Linked DNA regions of Oryzias latipes: region 2 is linked to region 1. A link is a contact called in public Hi-C data. All regions are on one chromosome and are shown on one strand. Each heading gives the region's core, a stretch centred on a gene start, on an enhancer-like site or on the middle of the called end of the contact. The rest is flanking DNA. Distances are from core to core; before and after follow the strand shown.

Region 1 (6,531 bases), core at 1,807-4,306:
AGACAACCTGCAGTCATAAAAATGTTTGTTTTAGATCAGTACGTCTCATGGTACCAGTTTGCTTTAATACACGAGTACAAAAACAGCATTTTAGTGATCATAGCCACAAATTTCAGCTCCTATGAGGGTACTTGTTGTCAGTCCAGTATTTACTCGCAACATTTCTTTTTCTTTGGCGCTGTGCTGGCTTGCGAAATGCTGGCCTTTTGAAACTGCAGTGCCTGTGGGGCAGCACACTTAATGCCATCCCAGCCTTCCTGCAGCTCCACTTCCCCGCTCAGCAGACCCTGATAAACCCGCCGAGTGAGAAGCTCGAAGCACTCCCTGACATTGTGGCCAGTCTTTGCTGAGGCCTCCACATAGGGCAGCCCCAGCTGTCCGGCCAGTTTCTCAGCCTCCTCCCGGCTCACCACCCTCTCTCTGTCGCTCTTCTGACCCACCAGGACGAACAGAACCTTGTGCGGCTGGACTCGCTCGCGCACCTCATCGTGCCACTCTTTGATATGGTCAAAGGAGTCTCGATTGGTCATGTCAAACACCAGCAGGCCTCCAACAGAGTTGCGGTAATAAGAGCGTGTCACTGACCTGAGGAGAGAGGTGAGGGGGGGGCAAGAGGGATTTAGATTTCAACACATTAAATCCTTCACATAATCCAAATAGGAGTTCAGAGCTCAGACTTTGACAGAACCTTTTTTGTCCTCTCTCTCCATACAGCTGCACTGCGTGAGTTTGATTCGTTTAGATGAAGCAGATTAGCAAAGAATCTTTGTCTTTAAGACACTGATAATGACCGCGTTTAATCGAGACACAGTCAACAAACACAGTTCTGTCAGCAGATACTGGCTGCCGTCTCGAGCGGAAGGTCCTCCCGTGGATGTAAACAAGCTGCTCCATAACAATACTTCATAACTAAAAACAAACTTAGCCGAGCTTTCAGCTGACTCCATGGAAAATGGAGCTGAGGTAAACAGTTTGCAGTCTGCCACAGTTCATTCAACCGGACAACTGAAATAATGAACGGAGTGGCAGAATTAAACATTAGGTGTCATTTAATATGCAGACTGTCAGCAAACTGCAAAGGCTGCATTTATGAACCATTGATCTTCAGAGGGTGAGTATAGAGTTGAAGCTGCAGGCAAACTGATGAAGAGAAAAGAGGAATGCAACAAACAGGAGTTTATGGAGGCACACCTAAGGTCGTAGATGGGGTTACCATGTCAAAAGGTGTTTCTGTGATCCGTTTAAATGTCTTTGTAAAGGACAACGTTTGGGAATTTCCAAGGCAGACACCTTGGTAGAGGGGCTCACCTGAACCTCTCCTGCCCAGCTGTGTCCCAAAACTGCAGTTTGACACGGACCCCCGGCTCCACCTCCAGGAAGCTGACATAGAAGTCCACACCTACAGTTTGGTTGATGGACTCCAGGAACAAGTCCTCAGTGTAGCGCTTCAGCAGAGAGGACTTCCCTACGGTGGAGTCCCCCAGCATGATGATCCTGAACTGGTACTGCCACAAAGTCAGGTCCATTGTCGCTGGGGGCGCAAAAAATAAAAAAAAAAACGAGATAAAAACAAGGAACTTTAGGATATAGAAGCACAAGGAGAAGAAAATATGAGGAAGATTGGAAAAGATCAAAGATAAGATTGTTGGAACAGGAAAACCAAAAGGAGATGGACCCTGTAAATAATCCGCTTCCCCATCCGCCGACTCCTTACCTCTGATGCTGCAGATATTGTGAAACAATTTAACAGCCACTCCCCGTTAATCTTCCAGTGGTAGTCTGTGGTCAGAGTCATGTCAGAGAGCTACGGGTTTGACCCAGAAGAGCATGTTTCTCAGTTTCATCTGGTATGACTTATCAATTCCTTCTCACAAGCAGGTGTGTGGAAAAATGTGTCCCAGACTAGATTCCAGCTTCCCCACAGGTCCGAGCAGCTGATCATAACTGCTACTGTAAGCATGTGTGGGAGTGCTGCTGTGCAGGGGCGTGGACTTGCTAATGTTTGCCTGTGGAGACTTGACAAAAGGAGGGGCCAGGACACAAGGGACAAAGGGAGGGCTGTTGTGGAAAAGGAGGGACTGATGTGGGAGGGACGCTCATCAGGAAGTGGTTGCAACACATAAAATATCAAGGCAAAAGTAGTTTCCTGCTGTCACATGTATTCTGAAAATTCTAGCTAAACTTAGAAATGAGGCCTGTCATAACTTTATGACTATCTCTGGAGGGGACATTGTTGCCCACAAGGGGAAGTTGATAAGAAATTCTCCTTGAATTCCCTGGGAAATACTCCGGATGTAAACACACAAGTCTGCTATGGGAGGCTTCGTTTGTGTATTCTTGTGTATTTTTAGAAATGAAACAGATCTTTAGACAATATTGTTGCAGGAAAATTTCAAATATTACCACTACCATGGTCAAATCTCCTCAAGTGAATCTTTCATCCAGCTTCTAGGATAATAAAGAAATCCTCTTTTATTGCTTTTGTGGAATTATGAAAGTAGACAGAAATATAATGCTGTTTGGATATTTGATAGCTTTTAAACTTTAGGGATAACTGTTTCCCTTTTGCAATATTAGTTTGCAGACGCCAAACTGTTTGCCTATCTGCCCCAGTTGTTGACTCAATGGTCATTTCAAGTTGGCTGGATTGTCAGATGACTTTGCATCACCAGTTTTCTCAGGAGGTTGACAATATCTAATGTCAAAGGATTATGAATAACATTTGCTGGTACGAAGCAGAGGTCACAAGGTTGGCTGTGTCCCAATCCGGTGTTATAGGGAACAAATTGAGGGAATTCTAAGGACCTTTATGAAGACAGAAGTGATTTCATGAAAAATGCTCCATTAGCGTGACAGTAACACAGATCAGTCATCATAACAGAAATTAAAGCTCACTCAAAGCGCTGTTACACTCGTGTTGAAATATTTTAACTTGTGTTTTCTTAAAGTCCCTCACCAACCATCTTTTCATTTATTGTACAAGCGTTCAAAGTGGACTTTAAATTATGATTATGCTGTTTTTAGCCAAAATCTAAAAATCTATCGTTTTCTGCAGTACGGTAGTTGGTTAGAAATTCGCCGCCAAGTTGCGGGCAACCCCGCCCGCCCCCCCTTTCCCATCATCTATAATGGAGAGCTCTCTGTTTATGCACTCTCCCTCAACCTTGCAGCCCCTAACACCCCCAACCTAACTATACTGGTGCAACCAAAATGGCGAGCAACATTGGAGCTATCTAGCGGTACAGTTTTGAGCCAGATTCCAGCTCAGACGAGGAAAACAGAGACATACATGGGTCTATTTGTCTGGAAGTGGATGCATCAGAATTGAAGGGGGGGGGGTTCTACATAACAAATATAATCTTTTTCCAGTGGCATTCTTTTGTCTGCTCCTGATTCACAATTTGAATAAAGAAATACTCAGAAATGCAACTTTGGGCTTGATTTTCTTTATACATGGCCTCCATCATATGAAAAATGCTACAAAATACTGTTAAAGACACACTTTTCATCAGAGTTGGTCTTTCATGATGCATTCATTATTCATGCCTTTTTCCAAAAAATGCCCATTTCAACAGTTAGTGTAATCTTTTTATTAGGTTTGTGAAAGCCTAATGTTTTAGTATAAAAAGGTAAAAACACAATTTACAATTTCCTTTCAAAACAATCTAGTAGAAATGTTACTATAAGTTGAAGAACGTTTAACTTTAACTAAAAAAAGTGACACCGTTACAAAGAGGAATACTTTAACTCAAATACGTCCATGTCAGGAGAGCTGCTGCTGCTGCTGCGATCGCTGTAAGTGTCCCTGAAATTGGAAATAAATAGATCAAAATGAGAACTTCACTGTAATCTAAAGCAAAATAACTCAGGCACACCAGTTTGCCCTCAGTGGATCTCAAAAACGGTTTTTGTTCATTCAGCTGAAGACCATCATTTGAGTTTAAGGTTGAAGGCTTTTGTTGTCAGTGCCTGTTTACTGCACCGCTGTGTGTAAAAATGCACCCCAGTCTGACATCCTGTCATCTGTTAGGCCTCTGCTTAGATATAAATACTTTGGAGACAAGTGATAATAGCACACATAGCAACCTCAAATAACCTATATTTTAGTTCAAATTAAACAATAATGTTAACCACTTTGTTGGCAGCTGGAAATTGCATTAGCAGTTTCAAATTTAAGCAACTGTTCGATTTCAACAGACTGCTCTTTTCCAATTATTGTTGTCTATAGAAGTGCTATAGAAGTGCTTTGGATTTGTCCCCCATGACTGAGTAAATGACAGAACTGTCTGTTAGATTTCATGCTCTCATGTTTACTTTGCTCTAATCTCCTTGGATGGAATAGTTGACTTTTTGGGATGCCTATTCATTTGTACTCGAGCACAAATCTGAACCTTTTCCACTTTTCCTCCTTAAGTGTGCATCAATACATTTATTTGTGGTTGATAGCTGACTGATCCAGATGTTTACCTTGGAGAAAGGCGACAACCTTTAGCCAAGTAGCTCTGGAGTTTCCCTGCAGCAGCCAGAAGAAGACCAAAGTACGGAGGAGAAGGCTTTATGGGCCTGGAGGTGAACTCTGGGTGATACTGAACTCCCACAAAGTAACAGTGATCTGAAACAAACACATCATCCGTTTCCTTTAAAGCCACACGCTTTCAGATTTGTGTGCTGGTTTTAGGAGGCCGCTCACCTTTCAGCTCTATGATCTCCATTCTCTCCCCTTCGATGTCTTGACCAACAAACTGGAGTCCTTTTCTCTCAAAGTGATGCTTCAGCTCAGGATTCACCTAAAATGAGATTCAAAATCCAATGAAATCACTTTTACGGCTTCAGCGGTCATTACCACACATATCAGATCACATTTAGCATTATAAACCTGTGATCTTCATTCTTTAAGATCCTAACTATAAAGGCTTTAAGTTGTTTCATAGCCATACATTTACTTTCACTTTTTTAAACCGCCTCCTTTTATTTTTTACTAACAAATCACCAGACAATCTTGCTTCGAGTAGAATGTTTTATATCTTCCAGTTATCCAGAAATTTAAGTCCAGGGATTTTTGCAACATAACAGCCATACTTCTTTTCCTATAAGTGCAGTTTTATTGGAGCACCTCTGCAACAAGCAGGGCTGCGTGTCACTGCCAAAATAATTCCCTCGATTACTGAACATTTCTGGTTTGTGAGATGAAAAGCGGTTTGATTTTCAAATTCTACATTCTAAACTGACCTTTTTTCAGCTATGAAAAACACTTTTCACATAACGTGACAAAAACAGCACAAAGGTGGAATTTTTGAATCATTTATTTTACAATAAAAACTAATCAAAAGCAATTTTCTGCCTTAAAAAGTGCAACTTAAATTATTTTAAGGGAAACTGATGTATGGATTTGATAAAGTGATAGCCTTTTCTAAGTTCATTAAGTAATTAAGATTTTTAAACCCAATCCTTGTAACATTATGTTCATAATATAAAAAACATTTTTCTACAATAATACATAAAACATGTTGTACAACCAGATTAAAAAATACCTCAAATCTGTGTCTGTGCCTTTCTTCAACATATTCAACATCTCCATAGAGCTTCCCTGCAACAACAAGTTAGCCAGAACAGAGACTTAAATGAAGGTAAAAAAAAACAAAAAACCAGCAGCACTCCTTCCTAAATTCGGATACACACTCAGTACGCTGCTGCTGGATTTGAAAATGGTCCGCCTTTTTCCCAATCTCATAGTCCCACCCATCTGCCCAGGGTTGTGCTCTGGCATGTCAATCACCTGTTTAAAAAAATGAAAGTCATGCTTCTCTACTAATGTAAAACAATAAGAGCATGGGAACGAAAAATGAAACTTACCACGGGGTGTTCAGTTTCTGGGTTGAATTCTGTGGAGTTTGCATCTGCAAAAGAAAAGCGAATACTTGTCTCATCTTAAATAGAAATGGCCTGGGACTGTGTTTTTTTTCTCATGCAGAAGCTCCGTTGGAAAAGCACAATTACCCTTCCATTCCAGAACGTTGCGGGCAAACTCGCACACCGCCAGCTGCATGCCCAAACATACCCCTGCACACAACAAGAGCAGCGCTTATGAAAAGATACGACACAAAGCACTTTCAGGACTACGGACTAACAGAACGGTGTTTGTATGGATACCGTCAAAAAAACAACTTTTTCCTCGTATCAGATGGATGCCGTTAGGAGTAACAAGCAATCCTCTTCCCTGATTACAGAAGAATTTCAATAGAAAAACACTTTTCACAAGAGATTCATGTCTAAATGAAGAATAAACAAAAACTATTCAATTAGAAAACCTTACTAGTCCAATTTAGAAACTATAAATACAATTAAATAATTAAAACATTTGTTTTCATTTAACTTGCTTACAGAAGCAATTGATATTTGTTGCAAGGATCTGGAATTAGTGTTCTGATCTAGGGTTGTGCCGATGGACGATACCATCGTCCATCGTGATGGGTGAGTGACATCCCGATGGAGAGACCACCATCGTGATGCCACGACCCCGCCACGTTGCGC
Region 2 (6,531 bases), core at 2,850-5,349, 210 kb after region 1:
CCACCAAGTGGTACCCCACCATTAGAGGCATTATGAAGTCAAGAGCGAGACTACATATACCATTCACTGCAGTGACATGCTGTCAGACCAATAAGAGGGCCCAAACACAGACGCCTATACAAGTAGACAGCCCCTCCCCCTGCAGTAGCCCCCACAAAGACACACTGTGCACTACCAACCTTGATGCTTTGTTGCAATTGACATGTGCTTCTCCTACGCATAAATTCAGAATGCATCTAAATGCAAACAGGGATACTTGCCCCCAGATATAATTAGCCTTGAAAATATCCAACTCTGTTACATACAGAGGGATTTCCAGCCAGTTTCTAACTTCAGCTCAAACATTTCTAAGATTGGGTCAGCCTAGATACAGATTGTTAGGAAATTAATGCAGTTGAAGTTACCACTAATCTACAGGGTGACAAGGACAAGCATCCCTGTGGAAAGTGTAGCAGGGTTCATGAGAACACATTTCTACGTATCCTCTCTCCAGTAATGAGCTGATTAAGGCCCTGTGACCTCAGAATCTTGCAGCCTTCCTAGAAGTCAGAAGCCATTAGGTATTTATAGGAGCTTAATGCTACTGTCTAGCTGCACTGCCTGACTAGTATCCATCATCGAGCCGGCATCCCATCCTTTCCAACGGGAGTCAAGCAAGCACAATCTGCTTTTGAAGATATTCATTTCCAAGAACCTCTGTACTAATCTTTGCTCCAGACAAATGGTCTGGAAAGGTTTCTTTCCCTTTAATCCATCATTTCCTATCCCAACAGTCAGGCCATCCAAGAAAACAGCAGAAATGCACACTCTTAATTAAAGCTATAGCACTGAGTTCAAGTTCTCTTTAAGGTTGGGTATGAAAAGAAATCTAACAACCATAACTGCATTTCATTTTGAAGAATAGTGAAGCCAAAAAACAGTTTTAGATTTTCTTGTTTTGTTAGAATTTCAAATTGCATTCATTAAACGTCCCTATTAGTTTGATTTAATTACCCAGTTTAGTATAAAACAAACTCATAACCAAACATGTGTAGAAAGAAAATGTGACTAATAGAAGAATATTTATCCAAATAATGTCAAATCAGAAAATAAATTGAACTTGTGAATCAAAAATGGAATTCAGTGAAAAAATGAGCTTTCTCATTTTTTAGGAGTTTCACTTGTTCGAGGGTGTGCAGCAACACTGATGGTTTTTCTAGCACATGTATGTCTGCTGTGGACTGAGCCTATTTTCCACGTTTGGTTGCTTCCTGTGAACATGGAACACATGCAACTCTGTTTGTTTACATTACCGCAATGTCTCGAACCAAAAATCAGGTCAGGGCTGTTACTGACATTAAGGATGCCTGCTTTAAAAGTCTTACCTAATCCCCCGTCATTACTTAGAATGGGCCTCATGTCTCGCCTGAGGCCTGAAATAGCCAGGGACCTCAGACGCCCCATAAACCCCTCTAATTTTCAGTTTCATAAATAGCCGACTAGGACTTTTGGTCTTTAAGTAAAGATGTCTTGTGGTTGGGAGTCGCTGGTGCAAGTGCAGAGCTAATGAAACAATGTGTACCTGGAGACACACCTTAGCAGTCAGCTCAGTTTAATAGGACAGGTTGCTTAGGTGCCATGTGATTAACTCCGAGGCTAAAAGAAGAGACAACAGGTGACAGAGTTTATGTTTCGCAACTGCAGCAACAGGTTTAGACAAAGACCTAGAGAAACAACTATTTTTTTTTATCTTAAATGAAACCCATCAGATTAGGTTTGATTAATTATGCTGGAAGAAATGTGAGCCGTTTGTACCGTGAGCTTCACAGATCTTTGCTGTTAAAACAGCGAGATATCAGTTTTACAGGAACGCCATTGTGCTGGAAGACAGGTAAAGCTGGAAAAGAATCTCTGCAGATCCAGTGCAGAAGTTAGAGCCCAAACTATTGCATTCAAATCACACATCTTACCTTCTTTGTGATGCATAAATAAATAAATGACAGTTAAGGTTAAAACCCAGTCTTAGTAAAGTTACACCATCAGGACAAGCAATGTTGCCCTGCTGATCCCACTGCCCTCAGATGGCTATAATGAATAGAAACAAGATGAGGCTGGGAGCAAGGGCTGATAACATGGGCTGATGTCCAGGAGGTTAGGCTTTCAGCCAGACAGACAGCAGTAGTGGACTTGTGGTCATATGTGAACAGGGCAGTGAATACTTTACACTGTGGAAAGCTGACCTGCTCTCCCACAAGTGTCACCCCATTGATTCTCCTCAAACAGATAATGAGAAATGTGTAGTGCCCTCTCCATAAATCTGAAACACTGAATTGGGATGGAAATAACTAAACACAAGGAACTGAGGGGAATTCATGGACTATTTGTTGGGCTTTGTGCTGCTTGGATGAAGAAGGGCAGAACTAAAAGGGTTTTGGGTACACTTTCTGTCATCATTGACATAACAGGATTGACAGCTGTAATGAACGGAGACGCCATTCATGCCCAGCTGAGCTGAACCCCCTGGTAACATGTAAGGGCACACGTGGGGAAGGAATTATTTTGACTTTGTTAATAGCCATATGATATTAAAGGGATTAAGGCGTCAGAGCTCCCCACTCTGGCTTGTAGGGTTCAGTTTCTTACCTTCCAGCCAGCTGAACTGTTGCTGTCACCCTTATCCTTGAAATAGGGCACATAACGGACCATCCAGTCATATATCTGTGACAGCGTCAGCCTTTTTTCTGGAGTGCTCTCAATGGCGCGCGTAATGAGATCCGCGTAGGATTGGTTCCCCCACGCGTTCCGCCGCGAGGATTTGGCTTTGCGCAAGGATCCGGTCACGTCGAGCGCCGCGCCAGCCAGGCATGGGTGCGTCCCGCCTGTGGGTGCCGGTGCGCCGGCTGGATGCTTCAGTTCTCCGGGCGTTCCGCCAACGAGCCCGGCTCTGCACGCCGGCACGTCTTCCGGTTCCACCTTGATGTTGGCCAGCTGAAGTCCTCCGCTCACCTCGTGTCCAGTGGGGAAATCCTCCAGGCAAGGCAGCGGCCAGGTGCAGGAGCGAGGCCGGCTTTGCGGCTCAAAATCCGAGTCAACCTGATGAGCGTCTAATTCTTCGTCCTCCATCATCAACATTTAGTCGGAAATGGAATAAATCAAAAGGAAAGGCAAGAAGAGAAACTGCCTTCGTCTCCTCTTGTCGTAAAAAAATCCTTGAAATATGCCTTTTTAAGTCAGAATCTGTGCCGTTTCAAGGGAGTAAAACAATCATCATGAATCCAAGAAAATCACTGCCTTGCATGAAGAGATAGAAGTAATAAAAGTAATAACAAATTCTTGTCCATTTTTGACTACAGGTGAATTTCATAAAAAATAAAATCCGGTTTAATTAACAGTCCATATCACCTTTACGCACTAAATCTCAAACGTGTCTGAGTCAGTCATAGGAGGGGGGGGGGGGGTTCTATCCACTTGCAGCAACAGATGATATTTCAGATAAGGAGCCAAGCAGCCGTCGATAAATCCTCCACAGGACTACAAGAAGAATGAAGCAAAGAAGAAAGGAAAATCTGTAGAGCTGTGCAAAGAGCATCCACTGAGGCGATAATGCGTGATTACCGTGAATTATTAAATCTTCCAGTCTGCCTGGATTAGGCTGGCAGCGACACATTCAAGTCCATTCAGCCTGAACAGCACCCAACTGTCTGCAATTATCACGGAGAGGCGTGCGCTTGTGACGAATCGATCATTTCCCTGTCTGGATAGAAAAAATGATTAGAAAAAGAAAGAAAAAAAACGGCGTTCAAATGTCGTATCCAGTTGTCAGAAGGATTTTTTTTAAGTGTGCGTGTTCTCACGCGTCCTGTTGGTCCCTCCTGTCACCTCCTCGCCTTTCTCACTCTCTCAGATGCCGCACATGCTGTCATTTGCCTACAACTCGCTCTTTTCGATGGGAGCCGAGGATGACGCGCCGGCGCTGTATAGTAGAGATGCTGCCAATTGGAGCGCGCGCACGAAATCAATACTCTCCGAACATGATTACAACGAAATCCCGGACTGTCTCCCTCCCTCTCCCCCTCTCTCTCCCTATTTATACGTGCGTCTCTCTACCTCTCCCCCTCTTTTTTGCGCCGTCTATACGAACAAAGGTGTCATATAAACCCCCCAAATCTTAATCAGAACTCGGTGTTTTTGTGTTTTTATTATGCAAAGCGGAGCACATGCAGGTTCTTTGTGTGCCAAGCTTCACGTGATATGACGCTAATAAATAAATAAATAAGATCCCGCACCATCTCCAAACGCAAAAAAGGCGCGTAACAATTTGTCCCGCGTGTACTGCGCGTGCAAACTGCCCTCCAGGGAGAAGTTCCGGCACCCAGACAGTTTCACCTCCTCTTATTATTTGCGGGTAATACCTTAGTGAGTGTAATTTACTGTACCGATTAGACAGATTTAGATCAGATTAGATCAACGGAGATTAGGTAAACCAAGATTTTAATCTGAGAGGAGTGGGTTGAAGTGGGGCTTTTCGGAGGATAGAGGACGCGTAATCATCCCTGCTCTTCCACAAAGTAGTGAGAGAGAAAGGGAGGTGGGGGGTGGGTGAAAAAAAGACTAGCATATCATCTGAAATCGTGTTTGTTGCAGCCGGTAGACTCCTTGTGCATTCATGGGTTTGAGTTTGTGGTCAAACGCTTGTGCGTAAATCTGCTGCTGCATGGGTCTGTTCAGGAAAGAGGGGGAGATTCCGACCTTTTACGAAAATCTGACAGGTGGGCGGGCAGAATGTCACATTGGATTTTGCCCAATTGCTTGTGTATTTCCAGTGCGAGCCTTTTTTGGACCTTTTAATGTAAAATGTGTACACTCACCCTTATCTAATATTTTCAACAATTAAATATTTTATATTTTTAAAAGATTTTCTTAAGTTGGTCTGAAATCTGCAAAACATTCCCCTGAACATTGTGTTGTTTTTATAACAAGTTCTTGTGGAATTTTTGTAATTATGGAGGACATGTAAAAAAATTAAGCTTAAAATAGCATTTCTGAGTATTTCTGTATTCAAATCATTGTGAATCAGGAGCAGAACGAAAAATGCCATTTATGAAAAAAAAAAACTGCAATCAGAAAGCCACAAGCTGCTCCACTCCATTCTGGTGCATCCAGACAAATCGATCCATGTACATCTTGGTTTCCTCGTCTGAGTTGGCATCTGGCTCAAACCTGTACGGATGGATAGCTCCAATGTTGCTTGCCATTTTTGTTGCATCACTGATATTAAGTTGGGGCTGGTATGGGCTGTAAGCTAGTGGAAGAGCATGTAAACAAAAGTATGATTGGAAATGAGGGTAGGTTTACTCCGTGCCAACAGTCCAGCCTGCACTCAGAGATGAATTTCTAATGAACAAATGTCCCTGAGCAGAAACTATGTCCTACAAAATGACTTCTTTTTTTTCTTTTTTTTTTGGCTGAAAACAGCACAATCCTCATTAAAAGACCACTGGTAACACTTTTAAAATAGATCTAAAATAGATCATTGAAGTGGGACTTAAAGTATTCCAACAATTTTCTCGGTTTGACTTGTGAGTTCCCATCATAATATTCAACAGCTGAATAATGAGTTGCTCCTCACCACCCTCAAGCAAGCGCAAAAGGCACTTCCTGAGAATGCAAGGAGGTAAACGGGCAGAGAACAGCACCCTTTCCACGCATACAAGTGTGCATGCCTGAAAGCTTTCAAATTGCATAAGACCACCACGCTGCAAACTCCGACATGAACCATGTTGAGAAACTCCTCCAAAACCATACAGTTTTAGGGAGGATGCGTCATCCTGTGTGTCACAGAAGAATTTCATGCTGTGTCCCACCCAAATCACAAGATTAAAATGCAAACTAGCTATTAGTTTACTTATTTAAATACAACTAAATAATATTGTTCATTATAGACATGATTACGGGGAAATCATTTGCTATATTTCAATCACAGCCACCCTAGATTAAAAATCAAAACAAGCCCGGAGGCAGATACGCCTTTTCCAGCTTCTAGACTTTTACACAAGGTTTTGCTTGAGATGCCTCACAAGCAACACTTATGAAAGCCATAATTTTGGTGACACTTCAGATTACACAATGCGCCTTGATTACACAGGAAGTGAAAGAAAACCAAATGACTATCAAGCAGGCAAACAGGCAGACCCAGAGTCTCACAGCAGGACTGAATGTCAAGAGAAACAAAACTGCTGGGATTGGAGAGGAACCAGACAGAGGGGAGGAAGGGTGAGGCGCTCGGTCCCCTCTGGGCTGACTCTGACGTTGTCCCCCATACCAGACATTCCACAGGCAGCGTAGCTGGCTTCAAGCTCTGAGTGGCTGACCCTGGAACAGCATGTTGTGCATAGCAATGATCATCTCTGTGAGCCACAAGGGAGGCAGATCACCACATGAACAAGTCACAGCTTTGCATTTCGTCAAGTTGGAGGGTGTCAAATTGTGTTGGAATCTTGTTCAAAGAACAGGGGCTTTTTTTTTGTAAGGCCCATCCTGATTCCTTTGGTC

What was found. A called contact is a pair of places that touch in the nucleus more often than the background predicts.
Region 2: a contact with region 1 is called in a Hi-C map of embryo, with 2.7 times the contacts expected there. The contact joins the promoter of LOC101169064 here to the promoter of rab42 in region 1. A contact is called at or near these places in 4 of 5 Hi-C or Micro-C datasets (embryo, fibroblasts and gastrula embryo).

What each region holds. Positions count from the first base shown.
Region 1 is chr16:22,547,597-22,554,127 of ASM223467v1, forward strand. rab42 (ras-related protein Rab-42) reads right to left here and starts at 3,057. Exons shown (of 3, transcript XM_004078281.4): 1 at 1,715-3,057; 2 at 1,309-1,531; 3 at 1-585. The coding sequence starts at 1,526. The coding sequence ends at 150. It overlaps LOC101165095 (CTP synthase 1), which reads right to left. Exons shown (of 18, transcript XM_004078267.4): 12 at 5,998-6,060; 13 at 5,854-5,897; 14 at 5,680-5,776; 15 at 5,532-5,587; 16 at 4,691-4,787; 17 at 4,468-4,612; 18 at 3,571-3,805. The coding sequence ends at 3,727.
Region 2 is chr16:22,755,935-22,762,465 of ASM223467v1, forward strand. LOC101169064 (forkhead box protein O6) reads right to left here and starts at 4,100. Exons shown (of 4, transcript XM_023964250.1): 1 at 3,834-4,100; 2 at 2,623-3,733. The coding sequence starts at 3,111.